Regions from separate parts of the Canis lupus genome. Here region 1 is linked to region 2. A link is a contact called in public Hi-C data. All regions are on one chromosome and are shown on one strand. Each heading gives the region's core, a stretch centred on a gene start, on an enhancer-like site or on the middle of the called end of the contact. The rest is flanking DNA. Distances are from core to core; before and after follow the strand shown. Region 1 holds the start of PPP1R3C (protein phosphatase 1 regulatory subunit 3C). Region 2 holds the start of HECTD2 (probable E3 ubiquitin-protein ligase HECTD2).

What was found. Hi-C and Micro-C count contacts between places; a contact is called where the count stands out from the background.
Region 1: a Hi-C map of skin fibroblasts shows a contact between it and region 2, with 4 times the contacts expected there. The contact joins the promoter of PPP1R3C here to the promoter of HECTD2 in region 2. A contact is called at or near these places in 2 of 9 Hi-C or Micro-C datasets (amygdala and skin fibroblasts).

Annotation. Positions count from the first base shown.
Region 1 is chr28:6,343,898-6,349,926 of UU_Cfam_GSD_1.0, forward strand. It overlaps PPP1R3C (protein phosphatase 1 regulatory subunit 3C), which reads right to left and starts at 3,502. Exons shown (of 2, transcript XM_038578183.1): 1 at 3,346-3,502; 2 at 1-1,382. The coding sequence starts at 3,359. The coding sequence ends at 443. It overlaps LOC106557985 (a long non-coding RNA gene), which reads left to right and starts at 1,663. Exons shown (of 4, transcript XR_005380420.1): 1 at 1,663-3,641; 2 at 4,161-4,239.
Region 2 is chr28:6,176,313-6,182,965 of UU_Cfam_GSD_1.0, forward strand. It overlaps HECTD2 (probable E3 ubiquitin-protein ligase HECTD2), which reads left to right and starts at 2,467. Exons shown (of 21, transcript XM_038578182.1): 1 at 2,467-2,571. The coding sequence starts at 2,482. It overlaps LOC106557967 (a long non-coding RNA gene), which reads right to left and starts at 2,667. Exons shown (of 3, transcript XR_005380418.1): 1 at 2,279-2,667.

The sequences.
Region 1 (6,029 bases), core at 2,252-4,751, 170 kb after region 2:
AGTAACCTTACATTTTCTCACCAATAGCGAAGTATCAAACCGCTCCTACACAGACTTGAGCTGCAGAGCCCTTTGTGCGCACTTCTCAGACATTCCTCATACCATTAGAACAGCTTTCTATCACCACCAACTGTCCTTTCTCAACCATTCCTTGCCCACCATGAAAGCTAGTGAATTTAGATGGAAGGAGAAAGGGCATTGGAACAGTATTGCTTTTACAAAAATAGGGTTCCAGGCTGTTACTTGATCCTCCAAAGCAATACTAGGCAGTATATACCTCGACACTAAATTCTCAAGTGGCTATCTTTTTATAGCCAGGTCTCAAAAGCTCAAAACTAAACCTACTGAAGGAAAGTAGCAAAGACTTCCTAATATTGAGCAATACAGACCGAGAATTACATGGGAAATATGCCAGGTCAAAACCAGTCACTAGGTTACTTAATCATCGATAAGAAGCCAAGTTCTCCATTCTCCCCCAGCTCTGCCATTCTGGGAAGAGCCCACTGGCCAGCCTTGGACTGCCAAAGATGGATGTCTCTGACTCAGTCTTGGGGGGCACCTGGTGGAATACACAGTCCTGAGATGCCATCTGTGTCTGCACTCCATCAGGTTTCCATTGCACATGGACAATTCTGTAATTCTGACCCTCGTTGTTGTCCCAGAAGACCTGCCCATTAGCATGGTAAGAAATGCAGAACTCAATTTTCTCCTCAGTTGGAATGACAGAGGGTAAGTCAACGGCAAATGAGAAGGTGTCACTATCTGAGGCACCATACACATTTTTCATGTAGTTACAGTCAACATCAGTATAACTCTTCCAGGTATCAAAAGTGATACGAATCTGAACCTTTTTCTCAAAGCTCATGTTTTTCACTTTCACAGTTCCAGTCACTGTTCGCTCTTGCAAAGAGCAGTTCTCCAGACAGACAAAATTCTTCTGAAAGTGGTTCCGAAAACTTAAGTAATCAGTTGAAGGCTGGGGAAAATCTAAAATCAAGTTTTTCTCCTCGTGGAGTTTTAAGCCAGAGGAGATATCGTTAAGGTCCAAGAGATCAAACTGGAGATCCCACGCTGGTTCTTCTGGGAGGTCCGAGAAGACGTGGATGGCGGTGAGAGAGAGCCCCTTGGAGTCAGCAAACACAACCCGCTTCTTGGCTTGGTCATGTGACTGCTTCCACTCATTCTGTGATTTGGCTTCCTGTTTTATATTGAGACATGATTTCAAGGGCTTTAACTTGTTCACAAAATTTCTTCGTTGGAGATCATCATAAGGGCCCAGGAAACTCTTCAGAGGTGGCGAATGAGCCAAGCAGAGCCTCATGGCCACATCCACTGGCATGACTGAATTTGTCAAAGGTCGCGGATCTAAAACCTGGATCATTCTGGAATACAAAAAGAAGAGGGGTTATCACCTGAATCTGTAATGCTCTTCCCCTGGCTCCAAATATATATATACTATTTTTGTATTTTCTAAACTGTAACCAGCACAGTAAGCATCAGGGATGTGCTATCAGATGTAGTAAAATAAAACAGTATTAGATGATCAGATTTGCATCCTATATTTGGCTATGCCCTGGCAGACTACAAGGCCGTGGGTTAACTGCTTAAAACATGTGGGGGTCTGAAAAATGAAAGGGCTGCATGTGATAATCTCTAATATAGCTCTAAGAACCATTTGCTTTGTTCAAAGCCAGTGGTTCTCAAACCTGTCTAATCACAATGGCCTAGAGAGTTTGTTTTCTTTCTTTCTTTTTAATGCCAATTCCTAGGACTTAGAGCTGCTGAGGCAAACCCTCTGTGAGTGGGGACAGGGGTAGTAGAGATGCTCTTACAGCTTCCCAGGTAATACTGGTGACCAGACAAGTTCCAGAACCATGATTCCAGACTCTGCTCCCTCTAGCTGCTCTGATGATCTTGCTGTTAAATTGACTACCCTTCTCTGGAAAAGTAATCCACTTAAAAAGAAAAATAAATAGCAATAAAATTCTTATGGAACAGTTTTGAGAGAAGGCTGGAAAGAATGAAGCCAGAGGATTAGCTTTGCATTTTATCATGTTCTTCCTCATTTTCACAAATAACCAACTGAAATGCAGATCAGCACTTCATACACTTAAAGAAAAACTTCACACAATCTATATTTCATCTAGAAAGATATCCATGACAAACCCACATTTAGGTGACAAAAGCTAATTACTTTAAAATTGGACTGTTTTCAATGTATGTTGTATATATGAATTAATGAAATACACCAAAAAGTTACGTATCTCTGGGCAGTGATGACCTATTTTTATCTTTGTACTTTTTTTGGTATTTTCTAATGTTTGGCAATGGATATTAATAACTAGCAAGATAATAAAGCTATTTAAAAGTTTAAACATAACTATGCTCAGCAATGTTAAATTAAGAAGTTCCATGAAGTTTTTCCTGGCCTTTAGCCCTTCATACGTATTGCCTAGCTTATGGATTCTTTTTTCCCTGTCCTCTCCTTACAGATAGGAGGTATATGTATACTATAATGACATTTCTCAATCTGGCTTCAGTAATTTTTCACAGCAGCTCTAAGCACATAGGCAAATGGTCATTAACACAAAATGGATAATGTAAGAACATTCACAGAATTTATTAGTCCTGAGATTTTTCTGGAAGGCCTACACACTTAGAACAAACAAATGAAAGCTAAAGCTATATTTGTGAGCCTAATATTAGTTAACAGGCAGGATTTTTAGAGAAGTGTTCTGCTAAGTAAGTTATGTCTGGGTAAGCTATTTAAAGTAGTTTTATGGAGGATTTTTATTGTTTTGTGGCTTTGTTTTGCATTTTTTACTTTTTGCTGTTATAGAAAGACAGTTTTAGGATTTGGTGAGTTCCTGGCCAAAAGTTAGAAAATCATCATTTGCTCAAACTCCCCGGCTAAGTTTACTATGGCAAACCGTGATAAGAAGCGTGGAGGAGGGCGACAGAATGCAGACACACTGCAGTTTCCCCCAGGCTAAACAACACAATCCGTAACGTCAAGGTGCTGTTCCCACAAGCTGCCCCAGTCCTTGGGGCATTTGTGCGGGATGAAAAGATCAAAAGATAACGGATACTAGAGCTAAAGCTGACTCACAGTTAAGAGTTTCTGGTTTGGGATGCTAATTACCAAAATAAGCTTTGGCTGAGAAGCACTGAGCAAATCTCCACCAGCCGAGGCTTCCCTGGGGCCAGATTCAGCTCAGCAGTCAGCCAGCTAGCCCTCCTCTGGCGTCTCCATTTTCAGCGATGCCCGAAGGACCACGCAGCCCAACCGCCCTGCAGCTGTGCGCTCCCCTCCGCTCTGGTGCGGGGCGTCTGCGGCGAACCTACCTGGTGCAGCTCATTGGGCCACCGGGCGGCGGCGGACCCGCGCAAGTTCGCGCCCAGCTCGCGGCCACCTCCGTTCGGCAGGAGCTCGGGCGGATGGAGGGTGCGGCGGGGAGAGGCCGCTTATCTGCCCCGGACCACGTGAGCCCGTCCTTCGCACCAATCCCCGAGCGGCTGGCCCCGCGGCACGACCTATCAGCGCCCGGCTAGGGCGCGAGCCCTCGCGCTGGGAACGTGATCGCCGTGGTCCGCGGGGGAGCGCGGGGGACCCGGCCCGGCCCGCAGCTGCAGCGCGCTCGGTAACGCGAACCCTGGGCGAGGGGGGCGTGGAGGCGGCGGCGAGCAGCACGTAGCGGGCGGGCCGCGGGCCGGGGAGCAGCAAACCTCGCCCCCTGGGCGCCGGCTCAGTGCGGCCCTGGGGGCAGCGGACGCCTTCTGCGTCCTGGAGCGTTTGTGCACAGTTAAACCTAAGCAGGGAGAGTTGTGGCTTCTAGCAAATGTCTGTCATATTCGAAATGTTTATCTTTTTCACTGGTTGGTACATCTTCTCGTCTTCTCCCTCACCTTAGCCTAAGCATTCAGAGGTTGGGTGCATTTTTAAATTAGGGTGAAATCCAAAAATCCACCACAGAGTGGACCAAGGCTGCTAAGAATTATTATCAACCTCTCTACAAGTGTTGCTAATAAAGCATGCTAGACCCGTAGAACAAGGACGTGGCATTTAATTAAAAGGCACTTTGTATTCCAATCTGTTCTTCAGTTTTTCTCCTTGGAAGAGAAAACTGAAGCCAGAATGAAATGGCCTTTTTTGCTCACAGTGGTCAATCCAAGTCTCTCAACTCCGTTCTGATGTCCTTTGGCAGTGAGGTGGAAACCAAAATGTCAAAATATCTCCCTGTAAGTATCAGGACTCTCCCAAGCCAGTTACTTTTGCTGAGGTTTCGTTACTTTGTTTAGTTTGGGGAGTTTTAGACCATCAATTACAACCATAAAATTAAATATCTAAGTCGAGTATAAATTGTTTTTCTAAAAACCCATTTCCTAGCTTTCCTCTATTAACTTCCATATCCATGAGCCAATTAAAGTGTGCAGGGACGCCTGGGTGGCTCAGCGGTTAAGCGTCTGCCTTCTGCTCAGGGCGTGATCCTTGGGTATTGGGATCGAGTCCCACATGGGACTCCCTGCATGGAGCCTGCTTCTCCCTCTGCCTGTGTCTCTGCCTCTGTGTATGTGTGTGTGCGCCTCTCATGAATAAATAAATAAAATCTTAAAAAAGTAATAAAGTGTGTAAAATGTTTTTAAAAATCCCTGTGTCTTTTAAATTACTGTCAAACACTGGAATTTTTTTTAACATTTCATTTATTTATTCATGAGAGCCACAGAGAGAGGCAGAGACACAGGCAGAGGGAGAAGCAGGCTCCCCACAGGGAGTCTGATGCGGAACTCTATCACTGGACTCCAGAAGCTCGGCCTGAGCCGAAGGCAGACCCTCAACGGCTGAGCTACCCAGGCATCTCTGGAATTTTTAAAATAGAGTTTCTAAAATAAAAAGAAAGACACCCATGCTGAGTATCACCAGGGATGGTACTTAATGCTTGAGTTTCGTTTTTGGAAAGAAACATCCAACTAGTAGCAGATCTTCTAGCCCCCCAGCCCAACCAAAACTAGCTGTAGGTGACACAGTCTCTGGGTTTGACATACAAGCTACATGAATCTAAGCAAGTTTTAGCCTCAACTTCCTCACAAAGTGGAGATAGTGAAATTGCTCCAAAGATTACATAAAACTCTGCTGCTGAGAAAACAGAGTGTCCAGTGCATGTGTTCAACTCCTGGTAGTTCTCATATCAGTACTCCTCAGTTTTAGTTATTATTCCATTACTACAGATGGCCAGTGCCTGAGCTATTATATTGATAGATAGCTACTGTTTATTGGGCCTTTACTATGTCCAAATACTGTTTTAAGTGTTGTATTATTGTGCCCAAGATCCCGAATCCGAGAAACCCCCCAGAAACCGCCAAGGAGCCAACACCGATGCAATCACACGAGGGTTTATTTACAAGCTCGAGCTTGGGTCCAAGTGCACCCAACACAGCGGAGCAGGGACTTGGACCCCGAGACTAAGAGGCGTAGCAGCTTTATAGGGGCCAGTGGCCAATGGGATACGCAGCAAGTTGCACAGTCGTGTCGGTCCACACGCAGGTGGCCGATTGAATTACATCTTCCCGTATAGTATCCACTTGAGCTGGCCTATTACTTTGGTCAGAATCGGGAGCAGTTTTGGCGGGCACAAGGCAGGGTTACATTGTTATGAGCCGATTTCTGATTAGGGTGTGCCTAGCGGCTTGACTAGGGTGGGGCAGTGCCTTAAGCAATAAGCAGGTCATGTGGCGGTCATACAGGAGGTGGCGGGTATAGCACAAAATGGAGTTAGTCCTGCTCTGCTTGTCCAGGGGTAGGGGATTTTTGTTAAATTTCCTGGGTCCCACAGTATGTGTCTTACCTATTTTTATCTCAGAACAACTCTAGACGGTGTATACTATTATTAATTCCACTTTTAGAGATAAGGAAACGAGGGCACTGCGAGGTCAAAAAATCTACCCAAAGTGGATCTGGGGATTAGAAGCTGGCTGATGTCAGAACAAGAACCATTGTACCATATTGTCTTCCTTTATTTTTTTTTAAAGAT
Region 2 (6,653 bases), core at 1,217-3,716:
TCTTTAACAAAACAAGCTTACTATTTCATAGCTATAAGTCACTCGTAAATGACCTGCCAAAACTTTGCTATTATTCACTAGATTAGTATTATTCTATGTAATTATAATAGAATGTTGTCTATAATTAGACTTTCCATTACCTTGTAATTTGGTCCTTCCTTTTCTTCCTTTTCTCCCATGGAAATGACCAATTCTCTGACCTATCTCCCCCCCCCCCCCCCCTCAAACTCCTATTCTGCATAGGTATAATTAATGAGCTTGGTTTTCCACCTGGATTCAGGAAGGTGAAATGTTTCTCCAGCTTCACTGCCAGTCTTCCGAAGGCTAATGAGTTTATACTCGGAAGCCATCACTGTTGCACTTCTGGCTGACACTTACATAGCTGAAAAGCATCTCTGCACCTTTGCACAGAACGGCTGGAGCTCTCAGCACGTCCTGCTCTACAAGCCTTGTGGGGCCTGGAGGCACATTGGTGGTGGTTGGGAATGTGCCTCTCAAGCCCATTAGTTCCCCACGGGCTATCATTCTGCAGTGTTCTAGCAGCTCCATCTGGACTCCAACCCCCACCCTGGAGTTCATGTGCATTAAAGAAGGATGGAGTGGTGCCTACAGGACAAAGTATTTAGTAGGAAGTAAAAGAAAACATCAGCAAAATATGATTTTTGGAACATAACTCACAGGTGAATTAATCAGTGGACTTGTTTAGAAATGGATTATCCATACTAATGCAGTAGCAGAAATTAAAATTTCTGACTTGCCTTGTTTTGCCAATATTTAGGCATTTTGTTCTACTGAATGTGACTACATGTACAGACACACTTTTATTTAGTCTTACACAGGAAAAGAGAAAGCATAAGGCATGTACTTTAAGTGGTTTCTCATCCAAGCATTTTTATCACAAATTACTCAATCTAGTTGAAAACAGTAAGAAGGAGAATACTTCTGCCCCTCCCCCCAGTATTTGTTCTACCAACCTAGCTTGGCAGCCCAGAATATATTGAATTATAGTTAAAATAAAGGCTTCTCTTTCTAAAACAACATTTGAGTTGTTGCCATAGCAAAAGATCAGCAAGCTGACCTGCTAAAAGTAGGATGTGATTGCATGTTCCTCTCTATAGGATGAGTATTTCAGAGGTTTAAGAAGGAAAGAAAATCCTGAAAGAGAATTCAAGAAAAATAGAAGAATGTTTCAAAGTAATGTCTGTATACATCATTTCCCTCCAAGGCTATTTGGCACATAAATACTTTTTCCTGACTATATGGCACTCACTCCATATTTTTAACTAATTAATATTTAAACAGGTGACGACAGCAACTATATTAAAACTAGAAAGCCTTTCAATAAATGAGTCAGAATTTATAACTTAGAAATTAACTGAATAGGGACGCCGACGCCTGGGTGGCTCAGGGGTTGAGCATCTGTCTTTGGCTCAGGGCGTGATTGGCCCTGGAGTTCTGGGATGAGTCCCACATCGGGCTCCCTGTGAGGAGCCTGCTTCTCCCTCTGCCTGTGTCTCTACCTCTCTTTCTGTCTCTCATGAACAAATAAATAATCTTAAAAAAAAAAAAAAAAAGAAATTAACTCAGTACTAACTGCTATATTCATTCCACTGGTTGCTTCAGATGTGCTTGCTACAAATTCTGGGTTTGAAAAAGATGCAACCTCATCCAACGATGCACTTTAGTACTTAGTTATGCTAATAATTCTGAATTATGTAAAACAACAGGTAATTCAAACATCATCTTTGGCTTTGTTTCAGATATATTTTTGGTTCTTTTTTTTTTTGGATTTTATCTATTTATTCATGAAAGAGAGAGAGAGAGAGAGAAGGGGGGGGGGTGGCAGAGACAAAGACAGAGGGAGAAGCCGACTCTACGCAGGGAGCCCGACGTGGGACTCGATCTCGGACTCCAGGATCACACCCCGGGCTGCAGGCGGCGCCAAACCGCTGCGCCACCCGGCTGTTCTCACATTTGGATCTGGGTATCCTCGATCTGAAATTCACTCAAGCTCAAATAAAATAACAAAGCCTAAAAACCTGAAGACTTGAATGTCGAGAAATTGCCTATTTTTAATAGGCGACACAGCGCATTCTCACTCTCCCTCCTCTTAGATCTGCAGGTGTCTCCGCGGCTCCAGTAGACAGAGAAAAGGGAAAGGAGGGGGGCGGTGGAGACCAGCAAGGAAAGGAAATCGTCTGTGTGGCTTGGCGGGCGGGGAGGGGGAGGTGTTCATGTTATGATTAAAAGCTTTCCTCTTCAGTTTGAAAGTTCTTACCCATATTAATGTTCTGACATTAAGGAATAGGAGACTGAGCAGCAGCGGAATTTGAGTCTGTCCATCTGTAACTTATAAAAGGAAAGGAACAAAGCAGGGATAGGAGGCAGGAAAGCGATGCAGGGAGAGAGCGAGATGTAGGCGCGTGGGGACGGGAAGGGAGAGGCGGACTTGGCAGCCGAAGGGGGGACGAAGGAACAGGAATGGAAAGTGTGGCCTGGCCGTCCAGCCCGGTGGCGGAGAAGGTGGAGCCCACGACGTCTCACTTCCCCCCGCCCCCAGATCCTTCTTCCGTAGGTGGAGGCTCTCAGGGCATCTGGAAAGAATCGGTGGGCTAAGGAAGGAAAGGCAGTCGCCCGAGGATGCGCAGGCTCCCGGGCGCTCGCGGGGGCGGGGGCGGGGCGGGGCCGGGGCCGGGTCGTGACCCCAAGGCGCGCGGCTCTGCGGCCGCGGGGGGGCAAGGCCGCCGGCCCACGCCCGCCGTCCCGGGGCCCAGGCCGCGGCCGCCCCGCGCTAACCCCGCCACCCGCGCGCTCTCGCTCCCGGCGCCACCCTCGGCGGGCCTCGCCTCGTCCCGCGTGCAGACCCCCCGGCGCACGGCCTGCTGGCCGGGTCGGCGGCAGGCGGCGAGCAACATGGCCGCCGGCGTCGGCCGCAGGGCCCCGGGTCCCAGCCCTCGGGGGCGGCCCGCAGCAGCTGCGGGCGGCGTACCCGCGCGTCCCGGGAGCGCGGGGCGGGGGGTGCGGGGCGGCGGCCGCGGCGGGCGGGGGCGGCGGCGGGGGCATCCGGGCCGGCGCTCGGGGGCCGGGCGGGCGCGTGCTCGGGCTCGCCTGGGGCGTGCGCTTGCTTCGGCTGCCGGCGGCTTTTTGGTAGCGGCTGTCCCAGAGCCCTCTCGCTGCCTCTGCATCATGCCTCCCCCCCCCACCTCCTGCCCTCCTCCCCGCTCCGCCGTCGCTCCTGCTCTCTCCCTCCGCCCTGCCCGACATTAGTAATCGGGCGGGTTCCCTCGCCGCCGCGCCGCCCGAGCTGGCGCGGCCGTGCCAGGAGGACAGGAAGGAAGGGAGCCGGGCCGAGAGCTGCCGCCCATCGTGTCTGTCGCTGGTGCGCCCGTAGGCGGCTGCGGCGGTAGGTGCGGGCGGGGGCCGCGGGCGCCCCGACGGCTGGCGTCGGAGGGGGGGGGCGGGGGCGGGGGCGCGGGCGCCCGGCGACCCGAGGCCCGACGGCGGAGATGCTCCGAGCGGTCCCCGCCGGCTGGCGCGGGGTGTGCCTCGTGGACAGCCGCCGGCGCTTCTCGAGCTGCACCTTCCACGAAAACTGGGAAATGTTGGGGGGGGGGGGCGTCGGCTGCCTGTTCGCGGTTATTGCCTGGGAGGGGGCACTTTCTCTAAGGAAGTGACCAGCGCCCCGGGGTCGACGTGATCACATCTGTTGGGTGAGGACAATGTGTCGGGCAGGGGACAGTGGGTTTTCCGCGGAGGTGCCCGCCTGCCTTTGGGGCGCGGAGATTTTCCCCCTGGAATCTCTTCGCCTTTCCTTCCCTTCCCCCCTCTGATTGAACAGGCTGTGCGACGAGTTTCCACTTAATTGTGACCTTTCCGTTGCTGTCAGGATAGTGGGAGGTAGATGCCTCAGTGATGGTTTTATTTTTCATAAGGCACAGACATGTGACGTAAGGCGGGGAGGCTTTTTTAACCTTTTATTTAAACTCAAGTTATCTAAGCTTCACAGGGATGATTTCCCAGCTGGATTTTCTTAAGGATTATTTGGAGAGGGCTCTGAGGCTTCAAACTACATATTGCCAGATGATGTAATGGGACAGCTCCCCCCCCCCCTTCCCTGTTTTTACTGGTGGTTATGACTCTCGTTACTTTGGAGCACACACACACAAATTAATCTCTGATTTTTGAGATTTTTATTTGACTTAACATTTAAATACTTTTTGAAAGTTTGCTTTCATACATTTAAAGGCCATGACTTGTCATGCATCTGTGCTTGACAAAATAGTAAAAGTTTAGAGAACATGATACATTTTTTTTATTCCTACTTGCAATTCATTTCTTGAAACCTCCCTCTTAAATGACTAAGAAGTTACTAAAATAGCTCACTCTTTAAAGTGTTAGGAATAATGTTTTGATTCTGTAGGTTTTTCAAAAATGTCTAAGGACTGGAAATTGTTAGAACAAGCTCTGCTTATTAAATTAGCAAGATGTGGACAATAATAAAAGGACATACGTATTAAAATATAGCTGCAATCGAGTGGTCTATTGGAGTTGTGCGCGGTAAAGAATCACTTAGGGAAATGCGTTAAAGGACTTTGTCACCCAACTTCTGCAGACTTGGTTCCTGCATTTGTACCCTAGGCTTTCAGAGTTTATTCAGGACATTCCGAACATGCAAAAAATTCTAAATCAGTTGTTTAAAACAATGAACGTATATGCTTATAAGAAACAGTTATATGAAATGGTTTAGGTCCTCAAGTTAGCACCCTTCCCAAAACATATTTATCTCAGTGTAACTGAAAAATTGAAGGTTTGGAATAAAAACTTGGAGAAATTGACACAATATGGACCCAGGTCTACAGACTGTTTCCTGAAGCCCTTGGAGTTTAGAGTTTTGGAATCCAGAGTTTTTCAGAGTTTAGAAAGGCAATTCAATGCATATGTTATAGATAACATCCACAGTGAGGTCCTGGCCAACTAATTCTTTGTAGTCAAGCATGTCAGTAGCTCTGGAGTGAAATGTATGTGTGTGTTCACACTAAGTGAGGTAAAGGCAGGCTTAAGTGTTAATAGCTTCATATCAGTTCACATCAGGTTGGATTGTCCGAGTTTAGGTCAGGTATATGTTTTGTCACCATATGAGTTATAAAAACCTTTCAGTTTTAAAAGCTTATAGGATTTCAGAAGTATGAATAAAGGTTTATGGATTTTTACTACTAGCTAAACAAGAGTAGAGTTTTAAGTTTTTAAAACCTTGAATGGAAAATATGTGTTTAGCCCTCCAGAGGGCAGGAGAGTTGGGATGATATCTGAGTTCAGCAGCAGGTGACTTGGAAGGCCTTGGTGTGGAGGATCAGGAAAAGACAGTTTGTGGCCTGTTTGGTTGTTTTTCAGCCTCTGGTGCGGATTAGATGAAGCTTCTGGAGGTTTGCTTAGGAACCTGATTACCATCAGTAACTTTGTCTTTGGGCCACTTTAGTGATTCTTTTTGCCCCAGGTGAACAGTTCTATGTAGACTAAGTTTATGACTCAATTAATGTGACCCTACATTATTGGCTTTTTCCAAAAATCATTCTATTACATTTTTATGGGAGTTTGGAAATAATTTAGAGTGACAGCTCCCTAGCATAAGAAGAAAGCCAGGTTACGATGACCCAAATTAAGCTTGAAGAGCTGGGACTATATCCTAGAAGTATAAAGAAATGTGCAAGGGTGGGATTGAGGGTGCTGGAAAAAGCAGCCCTAAAGTGATTGATTCTAAGACCACTTTAGTGTGAGGGAAGTCCATTCTAGCCGGGAAGTGCCTAACAAAATGTTCTCAAACCTGACCAGAGTTTCCCTGGTGGCACGTTAAAATCCTGATTCCTGATTCGAAGGTCTCACCTCAGAGCAACTGTTTTCAGCCTTTGATGCACAGTGGAACCACCTCGGGAACTTTTAGAGCCATCATTGCTCAGTTTCTATTGCAAACCAGTTGAATGAATTTCTGTGGATGGGGCTTAGACTTCTTTTTAATTCTCAGATGTAGCTAAGATTGAAAATTCATGCTTTATGTACTAAATTAAGTGCTCTATGAAATCTGTATTTTAACTACATTTCTTCAAGTCTACTTAGTTTATGGAGCAACATTTGAATGGACTGGTGAAAAGTATGGATTAAGTGAAAGGCACATCAGAAATCAAAAAGGTGGGGGAATGGAGAGAAATGGTGGTTCTAGCAGTTCTAGTTAAGAGATCCTCAAGAGGCTCAAGATAGAGACCTCAGAAAACCATCAGGGTGCATGGTTTGGCCTTGTTGCTGTGGAGAGGTGATGCAAGTCCAGAGAGTTGAGGAATTGGAAGCAGGACTTGGCTACAAAGGGATGGTGGTATGAACATTGAATCTACTGAGGTTGAGAGAGCGGAGGAGAATATTGTAAATTAGTTACTGATATAATCCAAAAGTTAGGGGAATAATGGTGAATAAGGAAGAAGAAAATGGTCAAAGGAAGAGTAGAAATAATAGTGGCTGGATGGCTCAGTTGGTTAAGTGTTCGACTCTTGGTTTCGGCTCAGGGTTGTGAGCTCGAGCCCTGCATGGGGCTCTACATTCAGTGCTGACTCTGCTTAAGATTCTCTGTCACCCTCTCTCTCTCCCCTGGCATGAGCGAGGGCTCG